Regions from separate parts of the Sus scrofa genome. Here regions 1 and 2 are each linked to region 3. Evidence: chromatin contacts called from public HiChIP or PLAC-seq data. All regions are on one chromosome and are shown on one strand. The core of a region is the stretch at or near the end of the contact, and the rest is flanking DNA. Distances in the headings are between cores, read along the strand shown. Region 1 overlaps HCK (tyrosine-protein kinase HCK). Region 2 overlaps TM9SF4 (transmembrane 9 superfamily member 4). Region 3 overlaps NOL4L (nucleolar protein 4-like).

The links. HiChIP or PLAC-seq counts read pairs in DNA pulled down with a chosen protein or histone mark.
Region 1: an H3K27ac HiChIP or PLAC-seq map of alveolar macrophages shows a contact between it and region 3. The contact joins two enhancer-like sites. A contact is called at or near these places in 1 of 47 Hi-C or Micro-C datasets (fetal skeletal muscle) and 1 of 2 datasets of contacts at active chromatin or transcription factors (alveolar macrophages).
Region 2: a contact with region 3 is called in an H3K27ac HiChIP or PLAC-seq map of alveolar macrophages. The contact joins two enhancer-like sites. A contact is called at or near these places in 1 of 5 promoter capture datasets (liver) and 1 of 2 datasets of contacts at active chromatin or transcription factors (alveolar macrophages).

What each region holds. Positions count from the first base shown.
Region 1 is chr17:35,742,028-35,745,819 of Sscrofa11.1, forward strand. All of the region lies in intron 10 of HCK (tyrosine-protein kinase HCK), which reads left to right. Among named protein-coding and RNA genes, the nearest start is that of TM9SF4, 21 kb to the right of the region's middle. Within about 2 kb of position 2,199, at least 6 of the 83 cell types and tissues checked have an H3K27ac peak or open chromatin away from gene starts, as enhancers often do. A contact at or near this core is called in alveolar macrophages, where this site is marked.
Region 2 is chr17:35,769,143-35,773,079 of Sscrofa11.1, forward strand. The region is part of intron 1 of TM9SF4 (transmembrane 9 superfamily member 4); the gene reads left to right. Among named protein-coding and RNA genes, the nearest start is that of TM9SF4, 6.0 kb to the left of the region's middle. Within about 2 kb of position 2,054, at least 1 of the 83 cell types and tissues checked has an H3K27ac peak or open chromatin away from gene starts, as enhancers often do. A contact at or near this core is called in alveolar macrophages, where this site is marked.
Region 3 is chr17:36,074,727-36,078,742 of Sscrofa11.1, forward strand. NOL4L (nucleolar protein 4-like) reads right to left here. Exons shown (of 11, transcript XM_021077429.1): 11 at 1-666. The coding sequence ends at 446. Among named protein-coding and RNA genes, the nearest start is that of ASXL1, 91 kb to the left of the region's middle. Within about 2 kb of position 2,010, at least 12 of the 83 cell types and tissues checked have an H3K27ac peak or open chromatin away from gene starts, as enhancers often do. A contact at or near this core is called in alveolar macrophages, where this site is marked.

The sequences.
Region 1 (3,792 bases), core at 949-3,448, 330 kb before region 3:
CCCAGCAAAATTAATAATGTATACAGATCACAGAAACGCTTCTTAAAACCCCATTTTCTTTCTCATCTTCCCGTCGCTCTCTGCAGCTCTTCTCACCCCCAGCCTGAGTGCTTCTCACTTCTCTCCTCTCTGACTCTTTGTGATCTGTGGGAAAACAGGGGAAGAAAGGGTGCTATGGCAGTACACGGCTGGAGTCGTCAGCCTGGTTCAGGAGAAATCCATGAAAGCTTCCCAGAGGAAGCCGTCTCGAGGCTGAGCCCTAAAGGATGAGTACAAGTTAGGCAGCTGAAAAGGAGAGGGAAGAGTAGTCTGGGCAGAAGAAACAGCCTGTATCAAAGCCCAAAGGGCAAACTAAGAACTCGGCCTGGTCAGTTGGGGCCTGGACTTGGCAAAAATGAAGAGGGCATGTCTTGCAGCCTGGAAGATGCTAAGGGGGATGGGCGCCTGGGCCTAGGGTTGGGCAGTCTGGAGATGACTAAGGCAGAGCTCATTTGGGTATGCAAATCCTGGGGAGGGACGGGGCAGGGGTATAATAAAAAGGCTTTACCTTCAAGCCTAGAATGCCAGGGGCATATGGAAATCAAGGCCTGGCATCTTCCTGTCACTGGGCCCTCTGGGGGAACAATAGTCTGGCCTGTTGCTAAACTATGATTGTCTAACTGGCAGAAACCTTGCTGGGTGTAAGGTCACTGGCTGGGGCAAGGGCCACTCTCCACATTACATAGACAGGAAAAGAGAAACCACAGGAGGGCAAGAGGTTCCAGGCCCTTGTGCATCCAGGAGCAAAGGTAGACTCAGAGCCCGGGGGCAGGAAGGAAGACCTGGGGGCCTGGTCTTCACCTCCAGTCCCAGAGAGGCTGTACAGCCTCAGATCCACAACGGGTCTCAGCCCCTTTATTTGTCAAATCAGGGAACTGGACATCTCCATGGGTCTCTAGTTTGCAAGCTTTTTTTCCTTTTTTTTTTTTAAACCATAACTTTATTGGTCAAATGAGTCATATAGAGCAGCCAAAAACTTAAAATAGGTCAAAACAGAGCTGCTCTGGTTGAAGGAGGTGGCCTTTTTTTTTTGTCCCCCAATCCTCAAAGTGACTTTGAGGTTATCAGCTGGATTCAGTGTGAAGAGCCCTGAGCTGGAATATCTCTACAGGCCCTTCCAGCTGATTCTGTGCTTCTCCCCTAATGCTCTCAGAAGCAAATCCACATCCCAATGCCTGACATCATGGCAGCCCACTTGGTGGTCATGAAATCCTACCACCTCATCGGCCGCCAGTGCTTAGACCAGCCCTGAACCCAATAAACCTATCTGCTGTTCATGTAGTTGACAAACCCTTGAGAAGCAACACTCGACGTACAGGGGCTTAGGAATCACATAGAGTTTTGCTACTGACCCCAGCTCTGCCTGGGTAGCTTTGAGCAAACTGCTTAACCTCTCTGAGCACCACTTCCCGCAATCATTTTGGCCACTGACGTGAATACTTATGTATCAGACTCTGTTCTACGCCCCTGATGTAAACTTAAGAGTACTAATCCTCACGTGACCCCATGGAAGAAGGTTCTGTTGTCCCCATTTTACAGAGAAGAAAAGTGAGGCACAGAGGGGTGAAGTAGCTTGCTCGAGACCACAGGGATGTGGGCTCAAATTGAGCTGGTCCAACCCAGAGTCACCTAGGCCTTATGGTCTGCTGTCTCCTGAGTGGGGTTAGTCCCACCCGTCCCACGGAGCTCATGGGCTCATGCGTGTCTGCCCCTGGGTACTGAAAAAATGGTACCCAGCATTAGTGCCTGCTCTGTGCCAAAAATTCAGGTAGAGTAATGGAGAAGCACACAGACCCTGAGCAGGGCTGTCAGATTTCCAGTCCTTGGGCCAGCGAGTTATTTTTCTGGGGTTCAGTTTTTTTGTGCTGGCATCAGTAGGACATCCCCCAAAACGGAGAACAAATCCTATTTAAGTATCATCTTAGGAGTAATGAAAAAGCTACAACGTCTGCCATTTATGCGATAGACATTGTTCTTCTAACTGTTCTTCTAAGAACTCCTTGTAAATTTTCCCCGCCCTCTAGGCCAAGACTCCATCCCATCCCACCCAAATCAGAATCAGAAAGTCACTGTTTTGTTGGAAAAGCTGGAGCCTCAGACCTCAGTGCCAGTGGCCACAGGTGCCCCCTGCTGGCCACTTTCCACAAGTGCACCATCCACTCGCCTCAACCCTTGAAGAGGCTGGTGCCTTGGTTTTGTCTGGCTGGTCACCCCACCTCCCCAGATAATCTCACCAGATTGTATACAGCTGCAGTTCTCCAGAGCTCTGGAGTTTGGGGTAATTAGAGGCAGCATGGGGCACTGGGAGTGGAAACCCACAGACTGGTTTGAGTCAGAATTTCCCTGGTGGTAAAAAAAAAAAAAAAAAAAAAGAATTTCCCTGGCAGTGTGATCTGAAAAAGGCATCCCCCCTCTGTACAAGAGAGATAGTGATAATGCCTGGCTCGAGCTCAAGGACATGGAAGGCCAGTTTATGAACTATAAATGCTTTTTTCCAAGTTTCCGAAGGTTAATCATAAACCTCTTTATGAGAGTTAAGGCACAAACCCTTAGAAGTGAAAAACATCTCTAAGGAAAAATCCCCCATCTTTGTGTCAGGTTTCCCGGGACCCACTGTGAATAAGAATCCTCCACACAGTCTATTAGTCACTCAGCAGCCATGATGACATTAAAATACACATCAACCATGGCACTCTCCTGCTCTAAGCCTCCTATCTTCCCTTCAGGCTCAGAATGCAAACTAACTTCTTTTCTAGTACAAACTACAGCAGCACCCTCTCCAGCTCAACTCCCCCCACTTTCCCTGTGGCATCTTCTGCTCAGCCGCCCATCCCATGAATCCCCAAGCTCATTCCTAGACTCTGGGCCTTTGCACATGACACTGTCTCTGCCAGGAATGCTCTTAATTTGCCACATTTATTATCATCACTCAGATCTTTGCCCAAAATTCACCTCCACAAAACAGCCTTCCCTGACCACCCAATCCAAAACAGCCCTCTACACTTCCTGTCCTGGTACTGGCTTTATCCTTTCTTTATGGTACTTATTACCACCTGCAGGGACTTTGCCTGGCTCCCCACCTGTACAAGTAATGCCTCGTACCCACGAGACACTCAGAAGGTATTTACTGAGCGACTAAATGAATTTTCCTTATCCCACCTTGAGGATGAGGGAGGCACAAGAGATATTGCAGACATATAGCACAGAGAACTCCACCCAGTATTCTGTGATAATCTCTGTGGGAAAAGAATCTGAGAGAGAATGGATATGTGTTTATGACTGGGTCACTTTGGTTTTTGTTTTTTTTTAAGAGCTGTACCTGCAGCATATGGAAGTTCCCAGGCTAGGGGTCAAATTGGAGCAGCAGCTGCCAGCCTACACCACAGCCACAGCAATGAAGGATCTGAGCCACGTCTGCAACCTACACCACAGCTCACGGCAACGCCAGACCCTTAACCCAATGAGCAAGGCCAGGGATCGAACCCATATCCTCATGGTCACTAGTCGGGTTCATTACTGCTGAGCCACAATGGGAACTCCTGAGTCACTTTGTATAATTCTGTACAATTTCTGTACAGCAGAAATTGTCACAACCTTGTAAATTAACTATACTTCACTAAAACTTAAAAAAAAAAAAACCCACCCAATACCCACTCCCTCAAAAAAAAAAAAAAGAGAGAGATGCAACAGAATATGATGTGAGCCTAGGTTGTTTCCGGAAAGGGAGATAGGGATGAAAGCCCGTGTGTGTGT
Region 2 (3,937 bases), core at 804-3,303, 310 kb before region 3:
AAACCTCCATTTGGTGAATAAAACTCTGTGTACTTTTCTCACATATACTTCATTGTTTGTACAGTTTGCGGTTTTATCCTTTTCCCCCTTTTTTTGGATTATAATTCATATACCATAAAATTCACCCTTTTAAAGTTTACAGTTCAGTGGTTTTTAGTATATTCACAAAGTTGTGCAACCTTCACCACTATCTGCCTCCTTCCAGAACATTTTCATCACCCTAAAAAGAAACCCATTAGCAGTCACTTCCCCATCCCCCTTCCCCCAGTCCCTGGCGGCCACTAATTTACTCTCTGTCTATAGATTTTTCTGTTCTAGACATTTAATGTAAATGAAATCATATAACATGTGGTGTTTTGTGTCTGCCTTTTTTTGCATGGCATAATGTTTTCAAAGTTCATCCATCCTGTAGTAGTACTTCATTCCTCTTTATGGTCAAGTAATATTCCGTTGTATGGATAGACCTCATTTTGTTTATCCTTTCATTAATTGATGAACTTCAGGATTTTTTTCCCACTTTTTGGCTGTTACAAATAATGTTGCTATGAACATTTTGTGTACATTGTTTTTGCATGAACATATGTTCTCAGTTCTTGAGTATATACCTGGGAGTGAAATTGCTGGGTCAGTTCTCACTGCTTTGAGGTTGCTTGGATTTGATCCAGTCCAGACGCAGGAGAATAGCCTGAATGACCTCAAGTTTCCTTTGAGCAGTTGGAAGCAGTGCTAGCCAGCAACCCCCGCCCCACCCCAGGCAGAAACATAGGAACCGCTTTCAGTAGTGGAATCAGGATGATAGAGGCCTGGAATGGGAGGTAGGAGGCCTGGACTCTGCCACCAGTCCTGGTGGGCCTCACATGTGCATGGGCTTCGGCCCATTGAGGAAGGAGCACTGGAGCAGGAGTCAGCAGCTAGGGCTTAGTTCCAACACTTCCACTGATCCACCATATGGCCTGGGCCTTTGACTTTGTTGGTCTGTTTCCATGTATATCATATGTGAACTTAAGATTTAGACTTGAGGATTTCTAAATTCCATGTTGATAATTTTGTGGTTTAGAATACTTTAATGTGACTTTTTTCTAATATGCCTATAAAATCAGATTTGGGTATTTTTCATGGTCATTGTCCCTGTGGTCTTTCCAAGCTACTGGCTGTTGGTTGTGTTGTCTGGCCTCTCGAGTTGTTCCACCTGGCACGTATTCTACAGGAGCCACTGTGTCCTTGGAGTTGAAGTACGAGCACCAGGCCTTGGTACAAATGTGTTTCTCTGAGGAATCCCTTTAAAGGAGTATCCTTAATCCCCTCGGGAAGCCCAGACAAGGCAGAGATGGCATTAAATTGCCTCTTGGTTTCTCTTTTACAACTTGGACAAAAGTTCCCCTTTGATCTCAGCAGTAGAGAAGCAGGTCATAGAATGTTGGAGAAAGTTGGGTTTTGATCTCTGGGCACTGGCAAGAAGGTGGGAAGGACCCAGGATGAACAGGGCCATCTGGCCACAGACAAATAGTAGAAGCCACCTACCACCCCAAACACTTTGATCCCTGAACCATTATGCTGACACTGGTATCTCATGGCTGGGGACACCCAGGACTTCTCTGTTCATCTCATTTCTCTTCATTGCGTCTTTCTCTGCCCCCTACCATGATTTCTCACCTATGCCCAAGCATTACTCTGACAGACCTCACAGGGTTTGAAATCCAAAGGTTTTATATTCAGAGGGTATGCTAAATATTAGCAGCAGTTCTTAAGAAACAAAATCAAATCACAAATTGGAGCTGAATTCTTTTTTTTGGTTGTTGTGGGGTTTTTTTTGGTTTTTGTTTGTTTGTTTTTGTTTTTCTTAGGGCTGTATGTGCAGCATATGGAGGTTCCCAGGCTAGGGGTCAAACCAGAGCTGCAGCTGCTGGTCTACACCACAGCCATAGCAATTCGGGATCTGAGTTGCGTTTGCAACCTACACAGCTCACAGCAATGCTGGATATTTAGCCCACTGAGCAAGGCCAGGGATCAAACCCACATCCTCATGAATATTAGTCAGCTTTGTTACAGCTGAGCCACCAGGGGAACTCCCTGGAGCTGAGTTCTTAAGCCAGTTCCAGAGGAAGTCTGGGTACCTTGGTGAAGTCACTTAACATCTTTGGGCCCTCAATTTCCAGTGAAGTAGCTCAGATGCTATAAGCTGACAGTTTATGGACCACATCTTCACATGGACTTGATTTGGGTTGTGGACAGGTTGGCAGGCAAAGAACTTTACATTTTTTTCTAGTTAGTTGCCAATGTTTAATAATTGGGAGATTTCACATTACAAAAAAAAAGTGTAGATTTTCATTTTCTCTTGAAAATTTGGTCCCAAATTCCCCATGCAGGGCCCAGTTTGTCACTTTCTTTCACTCCCTCTTATCTTATTCCTTCGCAGCTTCACCATTTAGGTAACTTGCGTGGCCCTGCTAGGTGACTGAATTTGCAACCCCTGAATTAGGTGGTCTCTCTGTAAACTTTTTCCTAGCTTGACTTTCTGATTCAAAAGCAATATTAAGGGTTTGTGGTGATTCCCTCTGTTACCTAACCTCGAGGGGAAAATTTCTGTTCATAAGATACATTTCAGTTGATAAACCGTATACCCATCCATTATTCCATCTAATTCTTACAAAAGCCCATTTTACAGATGAAGAAACTAAGGTTTTTGTCTAAGGACTCAGGCTAGAATCTGACACTCTGATTGGTTTTATTACTTTGGGCAAACTATTACTTCTTTAACCTGTTACTTAAATTGTGTGAGATAAAATAGATATAAAATTTATTATTTAAACTATTTTAAGTGTACGGTGGCATTAAGTACATTCACATTATTTTGCCACCATCACCATCCTCCATCTTCAGAACTTTTTCCTCTTTACCAGTTTCCCTATGTTTAAAATGAGGATGATACTCTCCTCAAAGGATTGTTGTAATGACTAAATGAAATATGAGATGAACATGCCTAGTGCAAAGAGAGCTCTCTGTAACTTTCCTACTCCAAAGCTTGAAGCCTTTAGAGGAGCTGAACCGCCTAAGCCTAATGCTTGGGCTAACTGAGAGTCCTTTTATAAATACCTAAGCAGGAGAGGGCAGGTCAGTGCATTTTTTTTTTTTTTTTTTATGTTTTATTTCTGCACTTTCTGGCCTCTAGGTTTGGGTCTGGGTGTCTTGCTTGATGAGGGTAGTTATTAGTTTCACCTGGACTTTCCCAGCCTGCTGCAGGCTGTCCCTTATCCCTAAAGAACAGTTTTGAATCTTTATGTATCTCTGCTCAATAGTTACTCTGTGTCTATGGGCTCTGAAATAAAGGCTACATTTTCAGAGTCTCCTGTGGCTAATCCGGTTCTGGTTTTTTTGTTTTGATTTGTTTTTTGCTTAGTTCTTTAGCTCCATTGAGGCTGCTTGGTAAGTGGTCATTAGCTGTCATTAGCTGTCCTTCATGTGTGGTTGAATTCTTAGGGAGCTTGAACTGATTAGGTAATTGATTTCAGTTCGCTGTTGGCAAACTAAGCCCCAAAGCCTTTTAATTTTTCTTTGTTCTTTTTTTCACCCCCTTTATCTGGGGAGCAGTTATTGAGTGATCTTAAAATGGTGACTGTATCTTTGAAAAAGAAAAAGAAGAATCTGACTTGCTGTTAAGGGAAGGTGCTGCTTTTGCAGCAGGAAAAGCATGGAATAGGAACCAGGAAGGCTGTTCGGATTGGCCAGACTGTATCCTAGGTGATGCTGTTTATGGGAAAGAAGACTGCAGGCAGAAGGCTCCAGAAAATAAAAGGTTAATTTTGGGCCACAGAGAAATGTGAGTGAATGAAATGATTTTCAGTTCTCTGGGGAAACTTCCTTGTTTTCTTTGGAAGAAGTTAATTGTTGATACCTCTTAAACTGGGTGGTGCAAATTTAGGGAGGTGAAGGGTACCTA
Region 3 (4,016 bases), core at 760-3,259:
CAAACACAAAAGAATCCATTTTCAGAAAAATAAATTACTAAGGGGGGAGGAAGAAAGGGTCCACTTTGTTTTTCTCAATAAATATGCAATTCTGCTCACCTAAGACTTGAAAGGTAATTATCTGGGGGTGGGATTCTAACATCAGGGTCCACGAAGATGATTCTAAATAGAGCTGTGGCCCCAGTGCCTCGTCAGGGGGAGCCCCAGCCCTTCCAGAGCTGCCCCGTCGGCCTCTTCCAAGCAGGTCAGAGCACCCGTGTGGTGAGATTCCAAAAAAAAAGTGTCCTTGTGCCCAGAGTCTCAGGCGCTTGGAGTGTGGCTAGAAACAGCTCTTCTGGATCCACCTCTTTCAAAAAACAAAAGGTACCAACTGGTGAGGCGGGAAGCCGGTCCGGGGCTGGGAGAGCCTCCTTCCCTGGGGCAGTGCACTCCGGGTGCCGCTGGGTCAGTTCTGCTGCAGGATGAGGTTTTCCAGTTCGTCTGCCGAGCGCAGCAGGAAGGCAGCGGACTCCCGGTAGCCGGCGATGAGCTGCCGGACAGCGCTGATCTCCGTGGGGCTGAGCTGGGCGGTGGGCATGGTCCGGCTGGTGCTGTTGCTGGAGGGCGTGGGCGTGGGCGCCGTGGACGTGGTGGAGGCCCCGCCTTTCATGCTGAGGTCTGTGGGCCCTGCGGAGAGGGAAAGCCAGGGTGAGCAGGGCGGCAGACACCGGGCGCGGCCTCCTGATGCTATCCTCGTCTGGCTCGCTGGTTATACCCCCAGGGCCTAGAAGGGGGCCTGCAGGTGAAACATGGTGTTTGTTCCCTGTGAGCCCCCAGGGTGATCCTGCCAGGAAGGGGACCTTATCATCATGTGTGACTGGGGAGGCAGCTGGCGCCTGAAGGGGCAGCAGTTGGCTGGAGATGGCACTGTGCACGTGCATGTGTGGCTCTAAGATACTGCTGGCACTGTGTGGAGAGAGGCAGGGCTGGACTGTGCCTCAAGGGAAAGGGGCTGGAGGAGCAGGCTCAGGAAGGTGCTGGGAGGGCTAAGCCCTTTCCCGATGGGCTGCAACACCTCAAACTCCCTTGACTTTGATGAGTTCTTCTGCGTCCAAATGAGGTGGACGGGCGATGCTGCGAGGGCGGGAGAGTGTGGGCTGGCCGTGTGAGGGTCGCCGTGTGGGGACAGGACCCAGAGCAGCCACCTCCCCTTTGCCCTGGAACGTACCAGCAAAGAGAGAGCCTCAAGGCTTACTGAAACGTACTGGGCTATGTGGTGGGGCCACCAGGTCCTGTCTCCTCTCCACCTTTCCCAAACAGCTCTTGCCATCGGGCAAGCCTGGCCTGGTGGTCTGCTCCACAGGAGATTCTTAACTACCCCAGGCCCCAGCCCTCAGCTGCAGCACAGTGAGGCTGTGGTGGGGCGAGCCATGCCAGTGAGACCCTCAGCACTGGCAAAGGGCTTCCAGGAAGCATGGAAGCTCCTAGAATTTAAATTCAATTTAATTCAATTCTTTGTTCAATTCTGTGTTCAATTCTTTCGAGGTGTTCAGCAAGCAAACAGCCAAAGGAAGGGATCTGGCGGTGTGGGACCTCCTTGGGGAGCCTTCTCCGAGTCACTCTCCCTATGCCCGCACCCCCCTCCCCAAGCAGAAGTTATCTTACTTGGGTGTGTGAGGCTGTACTCAGTTACCAGCCATCTCCCTGATACCCCATTAGTTCTGACAGCTGGTTTCACTCATTATTGCATCTACAGTAGCAGTTTTTATGGTGCTACAGCGATGGACAAGCGCTTGTCACTAGAGACATCTAGACCGGAAGTTAAAACCTTGGAAGAAATTACAGAAACTCGACTGTTGCCAAAAAGAAGCTGGTGCGGACCCCAAATGGGGAAGGAAGTTGGAATCTAAGATGGGACAGCTTGTCACATGGGATTAACTTCCTCTTTGACAAGAGAACATGAATGTCAAATGGGAGGCCCCAGGAACTGGCTTGCTAAGGAACATCCCTGGACTTGCGCGTGCTGGCTCCTGGCTGCTGCCAGGTTTGATCCCCTCTGGACACTGCCTGGGGATGGCAGAGGAAGGCTAGAGTCACCTGCTACAGCTGGTGTGAGCTGGCTTGGGCTTCCTCTCTATCCTCCTGCCTCCCCCAAGCCTTGTCCTCTTCAGTCCTGGGCTCAGAGCTGTCCCTCTGACTCTCCCTGTCGGGCTCTGGTTCGAGGCAGACACTCAGGTGGCCGGGTGATTACTAGAGGGGCAGGAGTGGGCAGAGCTGCCCAGCACCCAGGCAGGACAGTCTCTCTGGGCTGATGTGCATTTTCAGATCCAAGCGTGAGCAAAGTGAGGAGCTCTGACCCGCTAATACCACTGCCCAGCCAAGGTGCCAAACTGATCAAACCCTTGTTTAAGCATCCTGTTTTTCTTTCTTTTTTCGCCACGCCCAAAAAAACTCATGTTGCAGCAGTGACCCAAGCTGATGCAGTGACAATGCTTCAGCACAGGAGAAATGCCCATACCCTGGTTAAAGGGCTGCCACTGGGAGGGCAGTGAGACTGGGACTGCCTGTGGAGTTCTTCCAACTGCAGGATTCAAACCCGGTGCTCACAGGACATGTGCTGCCCAGATAAGGAGGTCAGTGGGAGGATCTCTGCCTCCGTGACCTCACCACCTTCCTGGCTCTGAGAAGCCAGGGAGACCAAGGTACAGTGGCAGAGCTAGTGCCTTCCTTGAAGCCTCTCTGGCCAGTGTGTGAACAGGGTGAGGAGGGTAGCAGGCCCGGCCCTCAAGGGAGGCCAATGGGGCAGCCCTGACAGCTGTGGCGTGAGACAGGCCCTGCTGTGTGGCACCAGTGGGGGCTTATCATCATGGCCCGCCACCTGGGAAGGACTCTCCCCATGCACAACGGGGGCTCTAACTTCCCTGCCCTGGCACCTGTCTCCAGACACACTCTAACAGGGCCCTCACTCAGCAGGGCTGTCAGACGGGGCTTCTTCCTGGACAGAAAGCAGGAAGCCATTCTGTCCCTTGCTGCAGCCGGCCACTTTGGCCTCAGCCTCGGGGATTAGGGCCAGGCAGCCTCTTATTTTAGGTTAAGAGGCATTAGGAAGGGATGAGAACTTAAGCCCAGGCAGGAATCTTCCAGGGACCCACACATACTTCCTGGGGGGCGGGGGGGCAAGGTGAGTGGAGGGTGCCCGGGCTTTCTGCCAGGGGTAGGGAGGGATTGGCCCCTTTCCTCGCGGCCCAGGAACAGGGAGGGTCTCCTGCAGCCACAGACTGGGGGCTTCAGGAATTCTCAGGCACATTCAGCCAAGAGCTAACACCAGAGTCTCCTCTAACCTACTCCTCCAGCAGCAGCTTGCTGTCACCCCTGGCTCTTCCTCTCACCTCCGAAGGTCTCCCAGAGCACACTGCTCCTGCCTCCTGTCCACCCCATTAAAGCCTCACCAAAACGCAGACAGCACCAGGCTTAAAGCCTAACTGTGGCTTCCCCTGCACACAGGAAATCCAAAGGCCTGGCTCAAGAGGCCCTGGGATCCCCTGCACCCACACCCGCCAGCTCCTGGAGGCCAGCCGGCTCCTCTCCACCAGGGAACCCGCTCTTGCCCTGCTGCGGCCACCACCCAGGTCTCAGTGTGAAAGGGCCTGTGGTCCCCACTCAGGGCAGCCCCTAACCTCCATGGTGAGGTTTCTATCTTTTGGAGATTTTTTACTTCAATATTGGTCTGTGTCTGTCCACATCAGAATCTCCTGAGAGGAGTTACAGGGAGCATCTAGGGAGTCACTGGCTCATGGAGGAGGGAGGCACAGAAGGCTAACCATTGCCCCAAATGGGGCCCCACAGTGCAAGGACCAGGGCTGAGGCCCTGCACCCAAGTGAAAGAAACTTCACCTCATGGGTAAAGGTCATGAGCCGTGGCCTGGAGCAGGAGGTGACCTGCCTGAAGCCGCTGCAGCTGGACTAGGCCAGGCAGGGGCCAGATCAACTGCCATCCACTCTGTGAGACCTGGGCCAGCAACCATCTCACTGGGACT